2 separate regions of the Mus musculus genome follow, and region 1 is linked to region 2. The links are chromatin contacts, called in public HiChIP or PLAC-seq maps. All regions are on one chromosome and are shown on one strand. The core of a region is the stretch at or near the end of the contact, and the rest is flanking DNA. Distances in the headings are between cores, read along the strand shown.

Region 1 (6,237 bases), core at 403-2,902, 310 kb before region 2:
CTCTGTTCTAACCACGACTCACGTGTAAGGTTCTTGTCTTTCTATATGGGCAGTTGTAGCCACAGACACTCAGCACTCCTCTAGGGCTTTAGGGGTGGCTCTTGGAAGTTTCTTTGGCTGTCTGTGGACTGTCACTTCCCATGAAAAGGTCACATTACCAAAACACTGCCTGGTCTTCAGACTTGAAGCACTGTGATAGGACTTTAAATAGTCATAATAAAATACTATATCTTTATGGGCATTTCACAAACACAGTAAAATTGTGACATTTTATGTGGCTGAGAATGCTCAGATAAGTATACCAGATAGAGCCTTATGGAGTGTGTGTGATATTTGTGTGCACACATAGCCAGACAGACAGGAAGATGAAAAATGCTTATTTTAACATATAATATGGCTTTAGTTTTGGGCCATTTTTTTTTCAGATACACTGTGATAAGGTTTTTTATATAAATATCTCTAGTCATGGGACCCATTTTGTTTTTTCAGATGTGTTTAATGGTAGTTTTATTAAGTGCAAAAATACGGATGAATTCAAATTATTCAACATGCCTACACGGTAAGTGTGACTTGCTAGGGCAAGTTAGCTCTCAAGGGCTGAGCTCCAAGTCTAAATAGCTGGCCCATTTGTGAGGAATTAACACTTGACTAATAACCATTGTCTGTCTGTTCCTGAGATATAAAAGCACCCATACTTGTTAAAGTACCTATACTTGTTAGCACTATCAGACAGATTTTTCATCTACATATATGCAGAAGTTACCCCTTATTAAATATTACTGAGTATTAAGTAGCTATCTGTCAGCCACTAAATTTGTAAGATCTATTTAAGAAAGGCCATTAAACCATACCGTGTTGACTTGTTTTTGTAATCAAGGTGACTAAGGAAATAATTTCAGTTGTGTAAATAAAATAAATCATAAAATGTGTCAACTTTTTCTCTCGTTTTAACTTCCTGGTGCAAAAAACCTCAGCTTGCTCATTTCAAAGTTTCTACACATAACTAAAATGTCACAGCGAATCTGTTGTAATTGTGGGAGAGCAATAATGACGAGGGAGCAATGGCTCTTGGTGGTGTCACTGGTGGGTGTCTTGTACAACAACATTCAAGTGATAAGTCAACTAACCCTGTGACTCTAGGATTTCCTCCCTGCAATTGGAGACATCCCCCTTGCAGGTGACCTTCCTTAGAACAAATAGTGGCCAGTGTCGATATCCACTGGTCTCTGGAACTCTTAGCTGTTAATTTCCTGAAACATCAGTAATCTCTCAGTTACTAAAACTTAAAAAGTGCATAGTTGTGAGTGAACATCGCAGAAGGTGGAGAGAAACCGTCGTCAGCCACTTACAAAGTGTAACATACCAGCTACTTAGTTCATTCTAGCCTCCGTCCAGGGCAGTGACAAACGTGAGTTTTTAATACCAGTCCGGTCTGTGACCACAGTGTGTGTTGAGTGCAAAGAGCCTGAGTCACTTCCAGCAACTGCCTCGCCCCTGGAGCCAAACTAGGCCATCCTGACAACCTTTGATTCCTACTACTTGAGTCTGGACCACAAAAGCTGGAAGGAAATACATGCTGAAGCTTCAGAGGTACCTCGGGGCAGGCTTTTACAGAAGCATACTGGAAACATACTGTTTCAGCAGCATAAACTCCAGAGGGTCATGTGTCTCTGTGTCTTGTTACTTGTTACTTCCCCCCTTAAGAAAGAAATACCAACTCCTATGAAAGATTCCTTCCTCTCATGTCCTGCCATGTGGCCAGTTTATTTGGGTGGAGAACTAAGTAGATCCAAGAACATACCCTAGATAAATGCTTCCTAAATAAAGGAGAAGCATACTTCCCAGTGTATAAAGTAACCATTTCTCCCTAGGCATGCAGAGTGGAGGGCAGCCATCCCTCTCCTTTAAGCATGTTCAAATAGCACAGTCAGCTTCCTCTGCCTGTAGAGGGCTGGGCAGGAAGAGCAGGGATTCTGCGCAGATTGGCCACCCTGGCCTCTACTGCCAGCCAATACAGAAGATCTTTAATTGCAGCACCTTAGCTGAACTCCATGGCTTCCCACTTCACTGGGGATTCACAGGATGGAACGTCTTGGGTAAGCTCATGAGAAACCATATTTTGTGTATAGAGAGTGGTTAATTGGGCACATTACCATACCCTGTAGCAAAGCCATGAACCTCTTGAAGATAGGCCTCGTTCACTCCCAGTGCTTGAGAAACATGTTGAACGTTAAAAAAAATCACAAGTTTATTATTGTGACAATGGCATTGTGTGTTGTGACAAGTGACAAAGTGTTTCTCCAGCTACGGGGACGTTAAATTGCAAGACCTGGCTATTGAGACATCTCAGCTGAAGCTCAGGCATGGGAGACTTTGACAGGGACACCTCTCAGTTTGGTGGCACTGCAAGGAATGGGGTCAGGCAGTAAAGACTTGGAGCCCACATCCTGAGACCATTCTAGCCACTATGACTTTACCATCTCTGTTCTGTACTAGGATACCTGTGTCAGATGACACAGTAATGCAAGTTAAAAATAAGTGTTGCTAAGAAAGGTAAGGGTGCATTCTACAGCTTAAATATAATAGCCAGTTTTCAGTTTGGGGAAGAAACATTTTTGATATTTCATAATGAAGATATCTTGAAAATGGTCAGCTTCACCAATAAAAAGCTTAAGGTCCTTTTAAGTGTCTGTCTCATCTTTGTCATGCTTATACTTTCGTGGCTTTAGGAGCGTGCAGTCCCTGTTTAGGTCATACTTAAGGCTGCTTACACTACCTGAAGCCAGAGGATTGTTGTTGATGGATGGCACCTGTATCATAGCCCTGTTGTGAGGCCTCCATTCCCGTCCAGGCATGGCTTTCAGCTATCTTGGGTCTCCCTTGAAAGGTTTCAGGGACTTGGGAGTTTTCCGGTGACTCAGGCTATGGGGCCTGGTAGACTGACATTCTTGAATTCCTGAAAACCGTAGAGTCAAGGATCAGACCTGATGATACAGGAGCCTAAGGCAGGAAGGTCACCACTACAGTGTGTGACCCTCCATCAAAAAAAAAAAAAAAAAAAAAAGACGTGACTTTAAGGATGGAAGAATTATGACTTTTTGGAAAGTACGCAGAGAAGGAAGTATTATAGCAGAGTGCAATTTTAAAGGCATATGATAGGACTTGCCTGCATTGTGGCTGCCTGTTACTTGCAAAGGGTAGTTCTTAACTGCTAAGGGGAGAAGACACCAACCTTTTGAGGGGCTTGCAAGTTGTGCAGAAAGCTTCAGGGCTCCAGCTTCCATGGCTTGGTACCCATGCTGGAGTGCGCTTTCCCTAATGCAGCTGCCTGTGGGTCACCCAAAGAAATTCATGGGTTCCCCAAGTCCAACTTTGGTGTTCTCACTAATGTCTGTTACTGGTTCGCTATGTAGGAGGTATAGTCGTTTGTTCGTGTTTCCTAGGAATAGTGTCACACAACAGATAGGAGTGAATTTGTCTGAACCTGTGAGGTATTTCAAGGAGAAATGAAGCTAACATCTGTCTGAAATCATGTGGTACTACCATGCCACTCTCTTGGGGGCACCTGAGATTAGGAAAAAAACAGTCCCCATTCCCCCTCTTCAGAGGCAGAGGCTAAACATATGTTCTATAATGCCTTCTTGACGCTTACCAGAGGTCATCCTTTCCAGAGATACTTGGTTTTAGACATAGCTTTAGGTAAGCCTCCTGTTTAGCAAAATAGTTTGCTGTAGCAGTTCTTCTCTTCTCTTCTCTTCTCTTCTCTTCTCTTCTCTTCTCTTCTCTTCTCTTCTCTTCTCTTCTCTTCTCTTCTCTTCTCGCTTCAATATAATCCCTTTTGGTGGAGTCATCCTCCTATGGGACAGGCCTATCTCTGGGAAATAGAAGTATAAAAACTACTTAACGTGCTGGCCATTTTGGTGGCAATCTTAAGTCAAAACAAACTCATAAATGTCCAAAGCCATTTGCACAAATAAATAAACAAACAAATCATGTCTTGTTTCTGTGTTTGTTCCCTGTTTGACAAGCTGTGCTAGCTGCCATATAGACTGATAGGTGTTTCAGGTAGAGATCTATATTCTATAAGAGAGCTTAAATTGGTACAATATAGCCTACTGGGTAACTTCTAACATCAGTGTTGATACGTGGTTCATCCACCAGTAAGTATTAAGTCAGATTTCTCACGAGAATCTAATAAATTGGCATAAGGTCAGAGAGTAGGACAGTTACCAAGTTCCTTTCCTTGAAGGGCATCAGAGAGGCCGGATTCCATGCTGTAGTGGTGAAAGGTAATGAAAGCAGGATATAGCAATAGAATCTAGTCAGATTTCTATTATTAGCTAACCCAGGAGTGGGAAGGAGGGAGAAGAAGGTAATGAGAAAGGGTAGCAGTGGGCAAAAGACAATGTATACAGATGAAAATTTAGCAATCAAACCTGTTATTTAAAGAAAACAATAACTGCTCACCTTCTTGTTTCTGCAGTAACACAATGGAGGTGTTACTAGTGCCAGCCATGAGAAGTCCTTAGTAGAATATGTGTTAGGGTTCTCTAGAGAAACAGAACAAACGTAATGAAACCCTATTACAAAGTGGGAACTGTTAGATTGGCTTCCATAGTATGGGCTGTGCAGTCCAACAATAGCTGTCTTCCCACTGGAGAGGCTGCGAAACAGAAGCTCTTCAGACTGTGAGGCTGGAGCTAATGCTGAGGGCTGGGGGGTCTCAGAGAGCTGTTGATCTTCATTTGGTTTGGAGAGAGTGAAGAACCTGGGCTCAGTGTCAACAGAAGATAGCAACAGGATAAATGCACTCACCAGGAAGGAGCAAAGGCAGACAGTGAGGTGAAAGCAGTTCTGGTTTTCCCTTAAACCTCTTTGCACTGGAACCACCATTGGCTGTAAGTGCAGGTTTAATTTTTTTTTTTTTTTTTTTTTTTTTTTTAGTTCTGCCTTTGAGGCACACTGGGGAAGTGTGGATGATGGTTTGGTAGAACCTACTAGAAGTTTTAATCATTTCTGCTCCTGTCATTTCCTCTCCCTAACTGCTATGATGCAGAAAGCAAAGATGGATGTGGAGTAATTTCAGCCTGCCTGTGCATAGACTGTTCTTCTGGGACCTCCCAAACAGTCCAGAGGCTCTACTTAAGGCATTAACTATCATGGGTCCACTTGAAGAGAATGTATCATTGGACTGTTTCTACCCACCAGCCCCCCAAAAGGACACGGAGACTTTCTGTTATTTATGAAAGCTTGGGCCTTATAGCTTAGGCTGGTTCCCAACAAGCTCATATAACTTAATTAACCCATTTATTTTAATCTATGTTTGCCACGTGACATGTTACCTCTCACCATGTCCCAGTAGGTATGACTTCCTTCCTCCCTGTCTGGCTGGCTGGTGAATCCCAATCCCCACCCTCCCACCTTTCAATTCTTCCCCTGATATCTTACTTCTTTCTACCCTGAAGCCCCAGCCTTTCCTCTCCTGCCTAGCAATAGGTCATCAGCTCTTTATTAAAGCCAAACAGAGAATACCTTAAGAAGGTGATGAAGGAAGAGATATACCTTCACATAGTGCATGAAAATGTTACCCCAACAAGTAAGTTTCTCCTTATTAAGATTTCAAGACAGAGGGTGGTGGGGTGGTGGGGTGGTGGGGTAATGGCTCGGCAGTTAAAAACACTTAACAACTCTTGCAGAGGATCCTCGTTCAGTTCTCAGAACCCAAATGGTAGCTTGCAACCACCTGCAACTCCAACCTCAGGGAATCTGGTACCATCTTCTGGCCTCTGCAGACACCAGGCATGCACATCACACACAAACATACATGCAGGCAAAACACTCAATACTCAAAAATAAATCCTTAAAAAGTTTTTAAGGAGATTTCAGGGCTGATGTCACAGAGCAGGAAAGTACTTTCTGCGGTCAAAGGCTCAACGCTTTGGGGTGAAGGCTGGGAAACTGATAACATCTGTGGGTCAACTGAAATGCTTGTTACCTGTGTTAAGTGTTTACCCCAAGCAAGATGTACAGTAAGGAAGCAAATTCTAAAGCAGAAAGAGCAGTGCACATGTGTACCAGACACCAGTGAGCTGTCTGTCTGAAAGAACTCTCAGCTCTTCCTCCAGCACCATGTCTCCCTGCATTCTGCCATGCGTCCTATCATGATGATAATGGATTAGACCACTGAACTGTAAGCCAGCCTTAATTAAATGTTTTCCTTTATACGAGTTGCCATGG
Region 2 (5,806 bases), core at 3,029-5,528:
GCTCCTCTGGCAAATGGCACACTCGTAGGGTTTCTGTCCAGTGTGGAGTCTCTCGTGGACAGCCAGGCTGCCTCGCTGACTGAAGCTTTTCCCACACTCTTTGCACTGATAGGGCTTCTCTCCTGTGTGGATCCGCTGATGTGTAACCAGGTTGCCCTTGGCCCTGAAGCTTTTCCCACACTGGGTGCACTCAAAGGGCTTCTGACCAGTGTGGATTCTCTCGTGCAGCGTTAGGCTCCCTTTCTGCCGGAAAGACTTCCCACATTCCTGGCAATCATAGACCTTCTGCCTCACTCCAGGTGAGTCTTCCTGGAGGGCCTTAGACTCCGGGGACTTTTGTTCCAGCTTCTCTCTTCTGAAAGAGCTCTGGAAATCCCAGCTTGAGGATCCTGTGGCCTCTGAAGGATCATACTTGTGGGCTTCTGTCATCACATCTGGTAAAACGAGAGGGAAGTCATGTAAGATGCACCAATATGCTGAACAGGGAGAAGAACAGGGAGAAGAGAAACATAATCCTTAGAGGGCTTCTGATGTGCCGGGCATGATCCTACGAACTCTGTGTACATAACTGAGTCCTGAAAACCACCCCGAGACTGCTATAGATAAGGAACTAGGCTCTGTGTACATAACTGAGTCCTGAAAACCACCCCAAGACTGCTATAGATAAGGAACTAGGCTCCGTGTACATAACTGAGTCCTGAAACCCACCCCGAGACTGCTATAGATAAGGAACTGGGCTCCGTGTACATAACTGAGTCCTGAAACCCACCCCGAGACTGCTATAGATAAGGAACTGGGAGCATGGGGCGATCACATAACCGTTACTCTGGGGTTCATTTATGAGCATGCTCCATAGCTCACCTTTAAAATTAATGGAGCCTCTCACATTCTTGGGGAGTAGACAGTATTATTATTATTAGTTTTTTGTTTTTTTTTTTTGGAGGGGGTGCTTGGGATTGAACCTGGGACCTCTGGAAGAACAGCCAGTGCTACCCCCCAAGCTATAAGCCAAAAAAGGGTGCATAAGGCCAGGCAGTGGTGGTGTACACCTTTGATTTCAGTGCTCAGGAGTCAGAGGCAGGAGGATCTCTGTGAGTTCAAGGTCAGCCTGGTCTACAAAGTGAGTTCCAGAATAGCCAGGGGTTCAGAGAAAGCCTGGTCCAAAAAGACAAAATAAAACAAAGGGCTCATAAAATTAAGGAAATTATAGAGAATCACACAGAGCCTTTTATCTAAGTTTTAAGTGACTCCCAAACAGGTGTGGAGTCAGGATACGGAGGGAGCAAAGCTTTAAAACCTTAAAAGCACCCCTTTAAAACAAGCAAAGCCAAGCAAAGGCGAGAACACTCCCAGTGGGAAGCCCTTAGGCTAACACTGCAATGGCTTCATCACAGTGGCCCTATCTCAGTCTGTTCTCTAACAGTCGTTCATGATCTCAGAAAATGAGGGTATAATTTCAGATATTTTCTGTCTAGGCCTCGAATTCTTACAAGATGCAGCTTACTGTCTGTTCCAGTGTACAGATGAAAAGCCTGAAGCTTAAGGAACTTCTTTAATACTGCAAACAGGATTGGAATTCTTTCTTTTAAAGTCCACGTTATTCTGGCCTATTAAGCTACATTGGAAATGGACAAGGCCGTGCACTCTAGCTCTTCCCTGTTTCCCTATGTGTCTCATACTCGGGGTTAGAGCTCAGAGTTCAAGGTTCATTCAGCCTGAGACAACCCCAACATCACCTCTATATCAAATTGCTTTTCCTTTTTTCTTTCTTTCTCCCTTAAGACAGGGTTTCTCTATATAGCCTTGGCTGTGCTAGAACTCATTCTACAGACCAGGCTAGCCTCTAACTCACAGATCCGCCTGCCTCGTCCTCCTAAGTGCGGGGATTAAAGACATGCACCACCACTGTCCGGCTTCAAACTGTTTTCTTGCTTTGTTTTGATTATCATTTCCAATCCCAGCTTGCAGGCTTTCCCTGCAACCTGTAGAGCAGTGAGCTTCACCAAATGAATGCATCTTCTTATAGGGGCTCTGACGTCATCCCAGCAACCAGCTGACTCACTCACTGAAAAAGGCTACATTCTGGGCGTATCTTCCATGACAGTCCAGCAGGGTAGCTGTTGGGAACCCAAACATGTCCACTCCTGCTCGCTGACTTTGATCACCGCCTCTTCATATGATTCTTCCATGGGCTGGTCTGGAGAACCTGAGGGACAGAAAAAATAAATAAACCAAACCAAAAAAAAAAAAAAAAAAAACAAACAATAAAGGGCAGACCTGAGAGTTGAGATCAGTTTGGAGTGTAAACACAGGAAATCCAGACTTTCTGAGGTAATGTCACTGCAAAGTGGGCTAAAGATAGCAGGACTGGAGGGCTGGAGAGATGGCTCAATGGTTAAGAGCACTGGCTGCTCTTCCAGATGTCCTGAGTTCCATTCCCAGCAACCACATGGTGGCTCACAACCATCTGTAATGGGATCTGATGCCCTCTTCTGGTGTATCTGAAGACAGCTACAGTGTACTTACATATAATCATAAATAAATGTTTGGGCAGGGTGGGCTGGGGTGGGGGTGGGGAAGATAGCAGGACTGACCAAACAGAAATGAATCTAGGAGCAAGGAGGCAGAGGGAAACAGATAGCAGAGAAGTAGGAGTGCCTACTGTACTGTTAGTCCCCAGGTAAGGGCCGCTCTGCTTGCATTTGGTCTTGATAAAAAATTGGGGTTCTCTACTTTCCAGGCAAGAAGTCAGCACACCAGCCTTCCTGACTGGTGTTAGGAAGAAATAGCTCCAGCTTTCCTTTTCAGCTCCCCTCAAGTTACAAGGACCTAACAAAGAAGGTCTTGTTACCTTCTGGTAATTCTTAGTAGGCTCTTAACCCAAACCACCACTCCCTCCCCCCACCCCCCATGGAATGCTTATTTAAGGATCAAATTCCTGAATCTGTACACTTTGTTTACATAGTGGTACAGTATAATCTTTGTTTCAGTATGTCTGGTCAAAATGCTGGATTCCTAGCTTAATGAATTAGCAATCTGATGGTACGATTTTCTATTTTATTAACCAAATAGCTAACCCTTCTATCCATTCAGTTATATAGCCTGATGTCAAGAAATCTTTGAAGGATTCACTTCCAACTTGGAACACAAGCTATAAAGGGGTCCCCTGTCATGCTGCAAATGCATTCACTTAGAGATATTATTGATTAAAAATAAAGCCAACAAAACTCCCCTGTGATTCACAAAGAAAAGCACATGGTAGCTACTCCCTGGGGCTGGACTTTTTTGTCTCTGGAGTGTCTAGAGAACATGGTTAAGTCAAAATGAGTGAACACGGTAGATACCTGAACTCCTCTACCTGCTAAGAAGTAGCCAACATGCCTCAGCTGTGTCTCCAGACTCCCTGATTAATAGCAGGACAACTGACAACAGGAAATTGTCAAGGAAGAACCTGTTCAAGTCAGAGCAATCAAATTCTTGAAGATATTGAAAGAGAGTGATTTCGTAACACAAAACGCTGCTTTTCCTATCAGAAATGTTACCACAGCTCAGAATTAGGCCCCGAGAGACTTGAATTTTTTGCCTTGTTTCCCTCGGTGTATGCCCTGTAGCAGAACAACCTAACAGCCCCGACTCCAGTTTCTTCTCTTAGTAAACAAGTTAACACTATCTCAATTAGCTAGCTCTCGGAAGAACTGAGGACCAGAAAGTGAGGGATCTCTTACATTTGAGACACGCCCTACAAATCCAAGACCTAAAATGGTGCTTTTTCAGGAGAGAGGGCTGGAGGACAGACAGGGTGATCTGTAGGGTTTGGGAAAAATCTAATGAGGCAATTTAACGTGCGATTAGGAGCTTTGGGTGAGGATGAATTCCCCCCACGCTGGACGCCACTCCCTGCTAGGCTCTCTCCCTAGGCGTGAACTCTGCTCTCCTGGCCTAGCTGGACCTTCCTGTGGCCCCTCCCACGCTCGCGGGGCCCCAGCCTCCCAGGGACCCCGACATTGCAGCAGGACCCTTCCGCAGCACACCGCGGCCCACCCGCTCTCCGACCAGCGCACCCTTGTCTGCGGTTGGCGATTTTGGCCCGGACGGCCAGCCTGGCCTGCTCACGCGCCCTGGCCGGAGCAGCAGGCTCAAGACACAGCCCCCTCTCTCGGGCGCACAGCCCCGGCCTCAGCAACACTCACCGCAGCGGCGCGCGCCCGCAGACAGACAAAGCCGGCGCCGAGCCCGTAGCAGCCGCTGCAACGCTGCGCGTCGCCGGACCACAACTCCCAGGAGCCCGCGCGCGCCCCGAGGCACTGTGGGAAGCGCCGCGACCGAGCTGCGGCAGAAACGCGGTGGCTGCTTCTGGTTGTTGGGGAGCGCCGTCCTGTGGAGGAGCGGTGGTTGAAGCTTGGGAATGCTTATGACGTTAAAACTGCAGAAGACTCAGGGTTCCCTATAGGAGCCGGGACCAAGTATTTCGGACAAAGAATCAGGAATACTCTCTGGTCCGTGTAATAAGTTTTTTTTCACCCAAAAGATGGACGAGGCACTGCAGGACTTCGGAGTTTAGGTACTACCCCGACTAGTTGTACGACCCAGGGCGCTCACTTGTGGGGAGCCCAGGTCCGACGGCTCCAGGACCCCATAGGGCACCTACGCGGGGCCCGGGAGACTTTCTGAGCCAAGGGAACTCGAGGGAACAGTATTCCCTGAGTGGACACTAACATTGTCTTCCTAACTGAAGAAGTTAATGACACAAGGGTTGAGATTTGAACACTCTAAAATTAGTTATTAGAGATGGGAGAGTAGCCCTTTTGGTCCTGAGAGGGGCGTGGATGAAATTGAGCATCCATTCAATAAAATCTCTTTTAAGATGCCTTAAACGTCCATCGACTGCATTTATTTATATGCATTTCTAATAGCCTTTTTTTTTTTTTTTTTTTTTTTTTGGTTTTTCGAGACAGGGTTTCTCTATATAGCCCTGGCCATCCTGGAACTCACTCTGTAGACCAGGCTGGCCTCGAACTCAGAAATCCGCCTGCCTCTGCCTCCCAAGTGCTGGGATTAAAGGCGTGCACCACCACTGCCTGCCTCTAATAGCTTTTCTAAAGGACATTAGTCTCACCCTGGAGCCCTGACTTGACTTCTTTCGTAGTGAGCCTCCCCCAGAGTCTTCCCTTGGTAGATTTAGCTATCCTATTGAATGAAAGAGACCATAAGAAATGTTCCTCTTGCAGTGCCCTTGTTCCTTTCCCAGAATTACATGTGTCAGACTGGATGAAATATTTGACTTCACAGGACATCTCTGTTCTGTGAGACCAGATGTGGGATTAGGACAAGTTTTAGTTGACAAAGCATCGGTAGGAAAAGGGGGCCATCAGGGGAGACAAGAACTCATGTTTCCTTCATAAATCTGCAAAGATTCTCTTAACAGCCTTGAGGACTTGGGTACACGTATTTTTTGGGAAAAAAAGATCCCATTTTGTTTAGTGTGTGGATGTGAGGGGTGTCTTGCTGTGCCTGTGGAGGTCAGAGAATCATTAGTATGAGTGGGCTCACCCTTTCCTACAGGGAATCGAACTCAGGTCATCAGACTTGGCAGCAGGCACTATTACCTACACACCATCTTACTGGCCCAGATCCATTTGATAGAGTGGTTACGATTGGGGTTGAAAGATCAGAGTCCCTAGACACATGGTTCTTGCCAAGATCTTAAATGGGGCATAGTCCTCAGCCACCACCTGCATCTTAACACTTGCATCAGGAAGGGGGGAGGGTGCCGAGTGAGGGCTAGGGGTGAGTTCTGCCAGTGCGT

The links. HiChIP or PLAC-seq counts read pairs in DNA pulled down with a chosen protein or histone mark.
Region 1: a contact with region 2 is called in a FOXA1 HiChIP or PLAC-seq map of pancreatic cancer cells. The contact joins the enhancer-like site here to the promoter of Zfp637 in region 2. A contact is called at or near these places in 3 of 39 promoter capture datasets (HPC-7-derived erythroid cells, erythroid cells and pre-B cells), 2 of 484 Hi-C or Micro-C datasets (B cells and muscle stem cells), 2 of 115 datasets of contacts at active chromatin or transcription factors (memory CD8 T cells and pancreatic cancer cells) and 3 of 9 other capture datasets (adipose tissue, liver and macrophages).

Annotation. Positions count from the first base shown.
Region 1 is chr6:118,146,441-118,152,677 of GRCm38.p6, reverse strand. It overlaps Ret (ret proto-oncogene), which reads left to right. Exons shown (of 19, transcript NM_001080780.1): 19 at 1-930. Among named protein-coding and RNA genes, the nearest start is that of Csgalnact2, 10 kb to the right of the region's middle. Within about 2 kb of position 1,652, at least 22 of the 459 cell types and tissues checked have an H3K27ac peak or open chromatin away from gene starts, as enhancers often do. A contact at or near this core is called in pancreatic cancer cells, where this site is marked.
Region 2 is chr6:117,839,653-117,845,458 of GRCm38.p6, reverse strand. Zfp637 (zinc finger protein 637) reads right to left here and starts at 4,278. Exons shown (of 3, transcript NM_177684.3): 1 at 4,191-4,278; 2 at 2,067-2,206; 3 at 1-434. The coding sequence starts at 2,136.